Regions from separate parts of the Mus musculus genome. Here region 2 is linked to region 1. The links are chromatin contacts, called in public Hi-C maps. All regions are on one chromosome and are shown on one strand. The core of a region is the stretch at or near the end of the contact, and the rest is flanking DNA. Distances in the headings are between cores, read along the strand shown. Region 1 holds the start of Tlx3 (T cell leukemia, homeobox 3). Region 2 overlaps Ranbp17 (RAN binding protein 17).

Region 1 (4,397 bases), core at 802-3,301:
CACAGAGTTCTCAAGGACAAGAGAGTCACCTCTGTCCTTAAAGGTGCTATTATATAATCCAGAGTGTGGAGCCGTGCAAAATTTCTTATGGGCGCTTCCAGGGATCCTGTCTCCCTGGAAGCGCTATTGCTCCCATGGCCGCCCAGTGGGTGGCTAGAACCCTCTCTGTTTTACAAATAAAGCAAAGGAGACTGGATGGGGGGCAGTGGGAGCCAAAAGCGGGAGCTCCAGCAGCAGCCTGCTTTAGAAGAGAGAGCCTCCCCGACCCTCGACCCTCACGCCCAGAGCCAGCACAATGGTATCTCTCCTATCTAAGGGTCCTTGGCCAGGGCCAGGGCATCCTGCACTTGTCAACCTCAACATTTCCAGGCCTCCCTGTCCCAACCCAGCACAGTGGTTCTGCCAGAGCCAGCAAGCTGCCCAATGTCACACAACTGGCAGGTGACCTAACTGCCCACTAGAGCCTGAGTCATCCTGATTGTTGAGAGCAAGGAGACTGACTAGGGAATCAAGCCCCTGCTGCCTCCTGCCTGTGCTCTGACCCCACTGGGGAAGAAATCCACCTGTCCAAGATACCTCTGCAAATAAAAAACTACCAACAAAATGAACACTTACCACCTACCATAAACATATGCTGGGTGTGGGGGTGGGAAGGGAGCCGAGCGATGTGCTGTACCTACTAAGTGTAGGGCTCTATGCTCTTAGCACTCTCAATATCTCTCTCACAGTGCTCGAATACACAGTGCACGCTTTGCCCCATTTTACAAATAAAAACCTAAAGTCTCAAATGAATTTCAAACTTACTGAGCTATAAAGTGGCCCGCCCAAACCTACACACAACTTCTGACCAACATCACAGACATGGCTTGGGGCTTTCATAGTCAGGAAACCAGAGGAAGAGGCCTTGCCGCGAGTGTAGCGCTCAGAGTTTACAGCCAACGACTTTACAATCGGCCGCTAAGAAATGACTCTGGGTCTCACCCAGACCGAGAGAAAGGTGACCACTCCCCATGTGGTGCTGGCCACGGTGTTACCGGGCTAGTGTGGACAGTCCCGAAGGCGACAGCAGATCCTAGGGTGGTCAGCGTCTGGACTGAACTGCAGCCGGTAGGAGCTCGCTGCTCAAATTTCCAAAGGAAATTTCTCCATCTGCTCTAGATGGGAACCGCCCCCTTATGTGCCACTAACGACTGAGGTCCCCAAACCTGCTGCACCTCGGAGGGGTCCCAAACCAGCGACCATGGCCCTAACTATCCCGCAACGAATTTCAAGGGGCTGAATCCCAGTTCCCCACCAGTTGACCTCGGGTCCCTAGTCCAACCGGGCCCGTACGCGTGGGCACCTGCTAGTCACCGCTCAGTCCTCCTGGCTGGGACCAGGAAGCATCTCCAAAGTGCCCGCGACGCCTCGTTGGAAGCCCGGGCGAGGACAAATTCTCCCCACGCGGGTCGGTGTCCTAGGTGGCGTGGAGAACGCTCCGGTGCTCCCCTTGTTCCACGGGTGGACAGCGCCGAGCTTGCACCCCACAATGCTACGCTTTCGTTGCTCCGAAGGAGGGCGAACGGCCCGATAGGCTTCCGCAGATTTCGTAGGACCGTTCTTGGGTTGCATCTCTGCTGTGGCTGAAGATTCATTTTGTTTGGGGTTTACGCAGATGAAAATATTTAGAAGACAACGAAAACCCCCGCGGCAAAAGGCCATTTCCCCAGCAGCGCCTACGGGCGGGTGCGGCGGCGGGAAACGGCCGAGCCCGGAGCGGGGAGCGTCTGCTAATTGCAGCTTCGTTAGATTTCGGGTTTGAGAAGCTGCGGTTCGGGCGCTAATATCCGCCGCCCATTATCCCGGCTAATAAATTTGACCTATTGTTCGTTTGTTAAAATGATGTCACCTTGGAACAGTCCCTAAGCTCCTATTTCCATGAATTAGGCCTTTATTGAAAGCCGGGAGCCAATGAGAGAAGAGAGGCTTGTTGATCGCAGCCAATGGCTGCGGCGGGAGAGGAATTAGCAGCGGAAACTCCAGGTTCGGTTCAAGAAAGATGACACAGAGCCTGTCGGGCCCGCGCACTCTTGGCAAAGTTTCAGTGCGACTGGAGGCGCCGGGCGCTCCATGGCCGCGCCGTAACGGGGACCCAGCAGCCTCCCCGCCCAGCCCAGCCCAGCCCTTCCGCCCGCCCAGGATGGAGGCGCCCGCCAGCGCGCAGACCCCACACCCGCACGAGCCCATCAGCTTCGGCATCGACCAAATCCTCAACAGCCCGGACCAGGACAGCGCGCCCGCCCCGCGGGGCCCCGACGGCGCCAGCTACCTGGGAGGGCCCCCCGGGGGCCGTCCGGGCGCCGCGTACCCGTCTCTGCCCGCCTCCTTTGCGGGCCTCGGCGCGCCCTTCGAGGACGCGGGATCTTACAGTGTCAACCTAAGCTTGGCCCCCGCCGGCGTGATCCGGGTGCCAGCGCACAGGCCGCTCCCTGGGGCCGTGCCGCCGCCTCTGCCTAGCGCGCTGCCCGCTATGCCCTCGGTGCCCACGGTCTCCAGCCTAGGCGGCCTCAATTTCCCCTGGATGGAGAGCAGTCGCCGCTTTGTAAAGGACCGCTTCACAGGTGAGCAGAGCGAACCACCAGGAGCCAGGCCTCGGCTCTCCCGGGGCCAGGGGCGCCGCGCCCTGTGCACCCCACTCCCAGGATCGATTCCAGAGGCCCAGGCGTGGCGGAGGCCTCGGCACCCAGAGCTCGGGGCGGCTATGGGTGGGGGGAGGTTGAAGGTAAATCGGAGAGTTATGGGTCGGGGGAGGGGGGAAAGAAACCAACGTCCCAGGGAAAGGGGGGGGGGCGTCCCTGCCTGGCTTGAAGCTGCGGAGGGGACTCGCGGGACGAGCGAAATAGCGGAGCACTGTGTCCCACGGGGCTCCACGTGTGGCCCGAACGGTGGTAGGGCTGGGCTTCAAGGGGCCTCATGTGTCTCTGCAGCGGCGGCCGCGCTCACGCCCTTCACCGTGACCCGGCGCATTGGCCACCCCTACCAGAACCGGACGCCACCCAAGCGTAAGAAGCCGCGCACGTCCTTTTCCCGGGTGCAGATCTGTGAGCTGGAAAAGCGCTTCCATCGCCAAAAGTACCTGGCCTCGGCCGAGAGGGCGGCGCTCGCAAAGTCCCTCAAAATGACGGACGCGCAGGTCAAGACCTGGTTCCAAAATCGGAGGACCAAGTGGCGGTGAGAGAGGCCCGGCCCGGCCCACCACGCACCTGCCCTGCACCTGCCCCGCCCTGCGCGGCAGTCCAGCATCACGCCCTCTCCTGTGCTAGCTCCTACCCGCGCCCCCTGGACCATGCATCGCCCTTCTTTTACAGATTTGTTGTCCTTTCTTCCCACCGACCTGTATCCCTCTCGCCATCTCTCCCACGCCTCGGCGTCTCCATTTTCAGGCCCATCTCGCCAGTGTTTTGTTTCGCCTCCTTTGCTCGTTTGGGTTCCTCCCACCTGCCCCCCACCACACACACCCCGGGCCTCCCACACTCTCCTCCCTCTCTCATTCTAGCCCACCCACTCGGATTTCGGATTGATGGCCAGGGCTGTTTTAGGGTCCTCTCTCCAACTCTGCTTTTTTCTTTTCCTTTTTTTCTTTTTAATACTATCTTTGCTTCCATCCAACCCGTAAACGACGAAGAAGCTCTATGTTCTAGAGAGGGCTTCAAGATAGTGCCTGGTAGACACCCCGTCAAGTGTCGCCCAGCTGGTGGTGCACAGCCCGCCAGTCCACCCGTGGGCACAAGTGACCCCATTGGCCGCAGGACCAAGTCAGTTATACACTGCCCTGCCGCTCTTATCCCGCAGGGGGTAACAAAACACACACACACACACACACACACACACACACAAAACAAGATTTATTGTTGACAAGGCCACAAAATCCGGGTGTGCAGGTGGACGGGCGGGCAGAGTGCCTTCCCAGCGCCCCCGGGGTGCACAAACAAAACCCAATGGTTCCACCCGTCCTCCTGCCCCGCGGACCTCGGGGCAAGTGTGTGCGGGCCGCAGGCGGCTTCGCCTCGAGGGGCCGGGAGGCTCTGTTCCCGGGAGGGCTGGGGCCCGCTGGTGGCCTAGCAAACCCCAGTGCGTGACGGTGCTGTCCCTCTCCCTCCCCGGGTGCAGGCGGCAGACGGCGGAGGAGCGGGAGGCGGAGCGGCAGCAGGCGAGCCGGCTCATGCTACAGCTGCAACACGACGCCTTCCAGAAGAGCCTCAACGATTCCATCCAGCCCGACCCGCTCTGTCTGCACAACTCGTCGCTCTTTGCTCTGCAGAATCTGCAGCCCTGGGAGGAGGACAGTTCCAAGGTCCCCGCTGTCACCTCTCTGGTGTGAGCCACCGGCGTGCAACGTAGCTACGGATCGCTGCCCC
Region 2 (4,397 bases), core at 1,266-3,765, 130 kb before region 1:
ATGTTTCCTGAGCATTGTGTACTGTCATGGTCCACCAGTTGGGCTTTGCATGTTTATGGATAATTTGCAAAAAGAAGACTTAAGATAGAAACAGATTTAGATTGTTGTTGCAAATATTGCCCGCTCTGAGTTGGAGGTAGTTTTCATTAATTAGGCTACAATAGGAGACTAATTGAAAATTAAACGAAGGACCTTCTTAACTATGGAGAAAGACTGGGAATGTAGAGCAGTTTATATAACACTTGCCAGCATGAGAAAGCCCTGAACGTGAGCCCCTGGCACCACATAAAACCAGCCATGGTGATACATGTCTATAATCCAAGAATCAGTTTATATCCACTACATAGCAAGTTCAAGACCCACTTTGTCCACTTGAACCTCCATCTAAAAACAAAAAGCATACTTCACCCAATGGAAAAATGTGAATGTCACTGAAGATTGTCATTTCTGGATTATTATTTCATTCCTTACCATGTCACAGATTTCCTCCCACACATAAAGGACAAAGAATTAAGTGTCTCTTAATAGGAGGAAGGGAGTTACAGACGCTGTTTTTAAATATAGGCAGTGGGACATGGTTTTAGAGAGAGAATATGTAAATAAAAATAAGAGAATCATGGAAATAAAATAAAGATGCTAAAAAGCAGAGATTGCTTCTGAGTAATTGTCGTAGACCCACTACAACTATAAGGAGATACACTTTTTTAGAGGATTGGGTGTATACACGAATTGGATCAAGTGCAGAAGATTCACTATGATTCTATAATTTACCTTTCTTTTTGAATGCTTTAACAATTGAGTTTGTTGGTTTTAAATGTGGTTCTGGCCATTGGGAGGTGATGTGGCTACCAACACCATTAGCTGCACGTGTCCTATCCCTCAGTTCAGGGACATCCTGGAAGACAGCAGTCCGTATTTAATGATCCCTTAAGTAGGTCTGCCACCTTTGTTTGTTCCTTTTTTAGAGCTAGCCCTGAATAATTTTGATTTTTTTTTGGTTACTTTTGAGTTATCCTACTGCAAAAAAAAACCCATGGTAATTCATATCATCATATTCAGAGTTTAGAAATTACTTCACCATTCCACTAGGCTACAGAATGAAAATCAAAAATATTTTAAGTGACAGCAATAGACTTCTGAGCCATTTTTTTCCTTGTACCTGAAATTGGGAAGGCTTACTGCTCTTCTCTTGTATCTGACATCAGGTGGCAGGTCCATAAACTCTGTACTTTTTAGGTTGTACGCCCGAAGAATGATGTTTCCAGAGTTCCAGAGAAGGCTTGGAAAATAGTTAAGGTGAGTTGAGTTGGTCACGGTGATGGGCTCAGCCATCTGTATGCCTGTCTCCTGACATTTCAGCTTACTGAGGTGGGGAGCACTGCGTTGACCTGACTCCTTTCTATATGCTCCAGCCTCCTAGTGTATAGGTCCTAGAGCCTAGAGTCAGTACTCACCTCATTAGTGGGACCAACTATAAAGACTGTATGTAGCCACTGTGAAAGCCACCTAGGATTCTTGATTCTCGTATTTCTGAGTCCTAATACCTGAGAGGGTAAGTTTTACTAGACAGTAAAAGGGTACACCTGCGCCAAAATGCATTTCTGGCTGACATCTTCTAGAAGCATGAGGAATACACAAAATGCTTTGCTTCCCAGTTCCTCTCCTCTGCCTTCATCCTCTCACAAACTCTATACAGTCATTTTTTTCCTTTAAAATCTAACCATACTTCCCTATAGGCTTAGTGATAAAAGATTTTGTTATAATACAAAATTATAAGTAAACCTGTAAATGGCTAAAATGCCTCATTCAATCCATGGTCTCAAACATTCCAGCAAGCATTATTCTTTTGCCATAACATTGTTTGTAATTTTTTTCAATGGGTTTGGAAAAACAATACCTAGAATTTTAGCGTGGCTTTATCCATAGAAGACTGTTGTAACAGAAGCTTGGCTTTAGACATGGAGTGAGTTGGCAGCCAGCAAGAGCAAAGCTGTGTCAGGACAAATGTACTCTTCATCTTCTCTGGTTGGCTTTCAGCTGGCTGCACCACAGGAGTCTCTATGAGCTGTGTATCCTGTGACCAATAACTGGTGCACTCCACCCGGGTCCCTCTTGGCTAGGGACAGCCTGTCGGGAGGCATTAGGTTCATGCTGGTGAAGATCCTTAGTCAGTGGCTCCCTGAAGGAAGGAGAGGCAAACAGCCAGATTCTGTTGAACAGGTGGTAGTTAGACTTTAGCTCTGGTTGTGGGGGTGGAAAGGATAGACTCTCCAAATTTACCAGTCTTGCTCATTTTCACGTGACCGATATGTACTTCTCTGCCCAGTAAATGACTGGCTAGAAATGTATCTGGGAAAATCGCTGGCAGCATCTGGACCTCTCTTAACTTTTCCACCTTCGTTTATCAGTCTGGATTTGGGCCCATGTCAGGAATGGAAACCCCACTGGGATGCAAGCAAAAGAGGAAGCGAGTTCTTAGCCATGCATCAGTGGAGGCCCCTACTGGGAGAGGGGATTATCACAAGCAGCAGGCAACCCTGCACCCCAGCCTGCTGAGCTCATGCTCTGCCACAGGATGTGAAGCAAAGGGAATGTGAGGCCAGAGTGCTTGCTCCAAGTTTCCTTATACAATAGGTTATTCAAGCAGATTGGGAATGCTTCTTAAGCGATTTCCTAGATCCATGTCCCCTTAGGAAGGTGGTCACCACAGATGGTGAGTTCAGATAGTCTTGTTGCAGTACAAATTTAACATTCATATGACACTTCCTCACTGGCTTTACTCTGACAGATACTTTCAGGTCTTCTGACCCAGGCAGCAGCTTGCTCTGCCATTGCTACGTAGTTTACAACTTAAACTATGGTTTTAAATTAAATTCTGCCAAAGGATTTCTTTGTTCTAATTTCAATCCTATATTTATTAATTTTGTGTTAAATGCTATGGCAAGGTTAGCTAAGATTAATATAGAGCTTATTCAATATCACTATGGGTACATATTTAATATGCAGCAATGATGTTTGTACCATTAACTTCTTGCTATAATGATACGTTTATTATAATGTTCCTGTTTTAGTCAGCTCCAAATGTCAATGAAATGCTGTATTAGGTCACTCTACTCCACCTCAGTCTGCTACCAACTCCTTCCATTTTAACAGAGTCCTCTTATAGAGAGGACTGAATTGACTACAAGACAGAAATTATGGACATTGCTTTCTTATTTATAATATACAGTTCCATGGCAAAGTTCCAAATCCTTTCCTAAGTAGTACTGGTGGCTTTGTCACATGAGTACTGACTCCATACTCCAGTCAACTTTATGGAACAGGAACCGTCCTGTGTGGGGCGCTGTCTCCATGTGGGTACCATGAGCACAGGTTTTTCAAGTTACAAGTCCGAGCCTTAGCTGATAAGTCAAAGTCACTACAGTAAATTAAGATAGTGCTTTAAAATCCAATTGGGGGTGGGTTATCTTACCAATTTCATTTTATTTGATGTAAGTTTATGAGAATTAGGTGGTTCAAAGAAGGTATGTCACCTGACGGCAGGAGTCTGTGGTTGATTTCCACAGTACTGTGCACAATATGCTAATGCCTTTGAGATGTTATAACATCTTAAGCATCTATAGAGTGCCTACATGTATTAACTCCCTGTAATTTTCTGAAAATTCATTATCCAAAAATCTTAATTCATTATAACAGCTCATATGAAAACCTACAGAACTGGGTTTCTTTTATTCTTGTATTTGCACACAATGAGAGATTCTCATTGTTTCTAATTTGTTTCATGTGGTGCCTCTGAGTACATCTCACAGAGAGCTGTTATTGAATCTCTGTGACTATCATTATATCCATCAACCTCTAGGAACTAACATTCTGGGTTTCCCAGTTCTATAATCTACTTCAGATGTAAGGATTGACATAATTAGCTTCTTGCAACTTATAATCAGAATGCAGCAGACACCCAATTGCAAGCACCAGACTGGGGGTGGGGCAGTGTGCAAATCAGCGTAGGCTTTACTTTACTCTTTGTTAAATCAAAGCCAACTAGCTTGTTGAAGATTTTCTGTTGATTTCCTTTTCTGGTTGTCTAATTTGACTCCTTTGAAAAATTGTATATAAGATTATTGAGGAAAGCCAAAAAATGAAAGGATGATTGAAGCTGTCTACCTGTAAGAGCACAAGTAACATCCCCCATTAGATGAGGTCAGAAGTTGGCCGTGCATTGCACCTCTGAAGTAGTATATTCACGTGCAAATGCTCGTACCTGAATTTTAAAAGAACCCTTGCAATAAAATAACAAGAATTTATTAAAATGATTTTTTTAGGAACATGTATTCTCAAACTGTAATGACAATTTCTGACATTTCTAATAAATTTCATATATTTCATGAGCTGTTTCA

What was found. Hi-C and Micro-C count contacts between places; a contact is called where the count stands out from the background.
Region 2: a Hi-C map of cerebellum shows a contact between it and region 1, with 1.8 times the contacts expected there. The contact joins the enhancer-like site here to the promoter of Tlx3 in region 1. A contact is called at or near these places in 2 of 484 Hi-C or Micro-C datasets (cerebellar granule neurons and cerebellum), 3 of 115 datasets of contacts at active chromatin or transcription factors (embryonic hindbrain, embryonic stem cells and neural tube) and 3 of 9 other capture datasets (adipose tissue, embryonic stem cells and liver).

The regions. Positions count from the first base shown.
Region 1 is chr11:33,201,242-33,205,638 of GRCm38.p6, reverse strand. Tlx3 (T cell leukemia, homeobox 3) reads left to right here and starts at 2,051. Exons shown (of 3, transcript NM_019916.2): 1 at 2,051-2,600; 2 at 2,967-3,210; 3 at 4,150-4,397. The coding sequence starts at 2,180. The coding sequence ends at 4,360.
Region 2 is chr11:33,334,754-33,339,150 of GRCm38.p6, reverse strand. The region is part of intron 14 of Ranbp17 (RAN binding protein 17); the gene reads left to right. Among named protein-coding and RNA genes, the nearest start is that of Tlx3, 130 kb to the right of the region's middle. Within about 2 kb of position 2,515, at least 14 of the 459 cell types and tissues checked have an H3K27ac peak or open chromatin away from gene starts, as enhancers often do. A contact at or near this core is called in cerebellar granule neurons, cerebellum and neural tube, where this site is marked.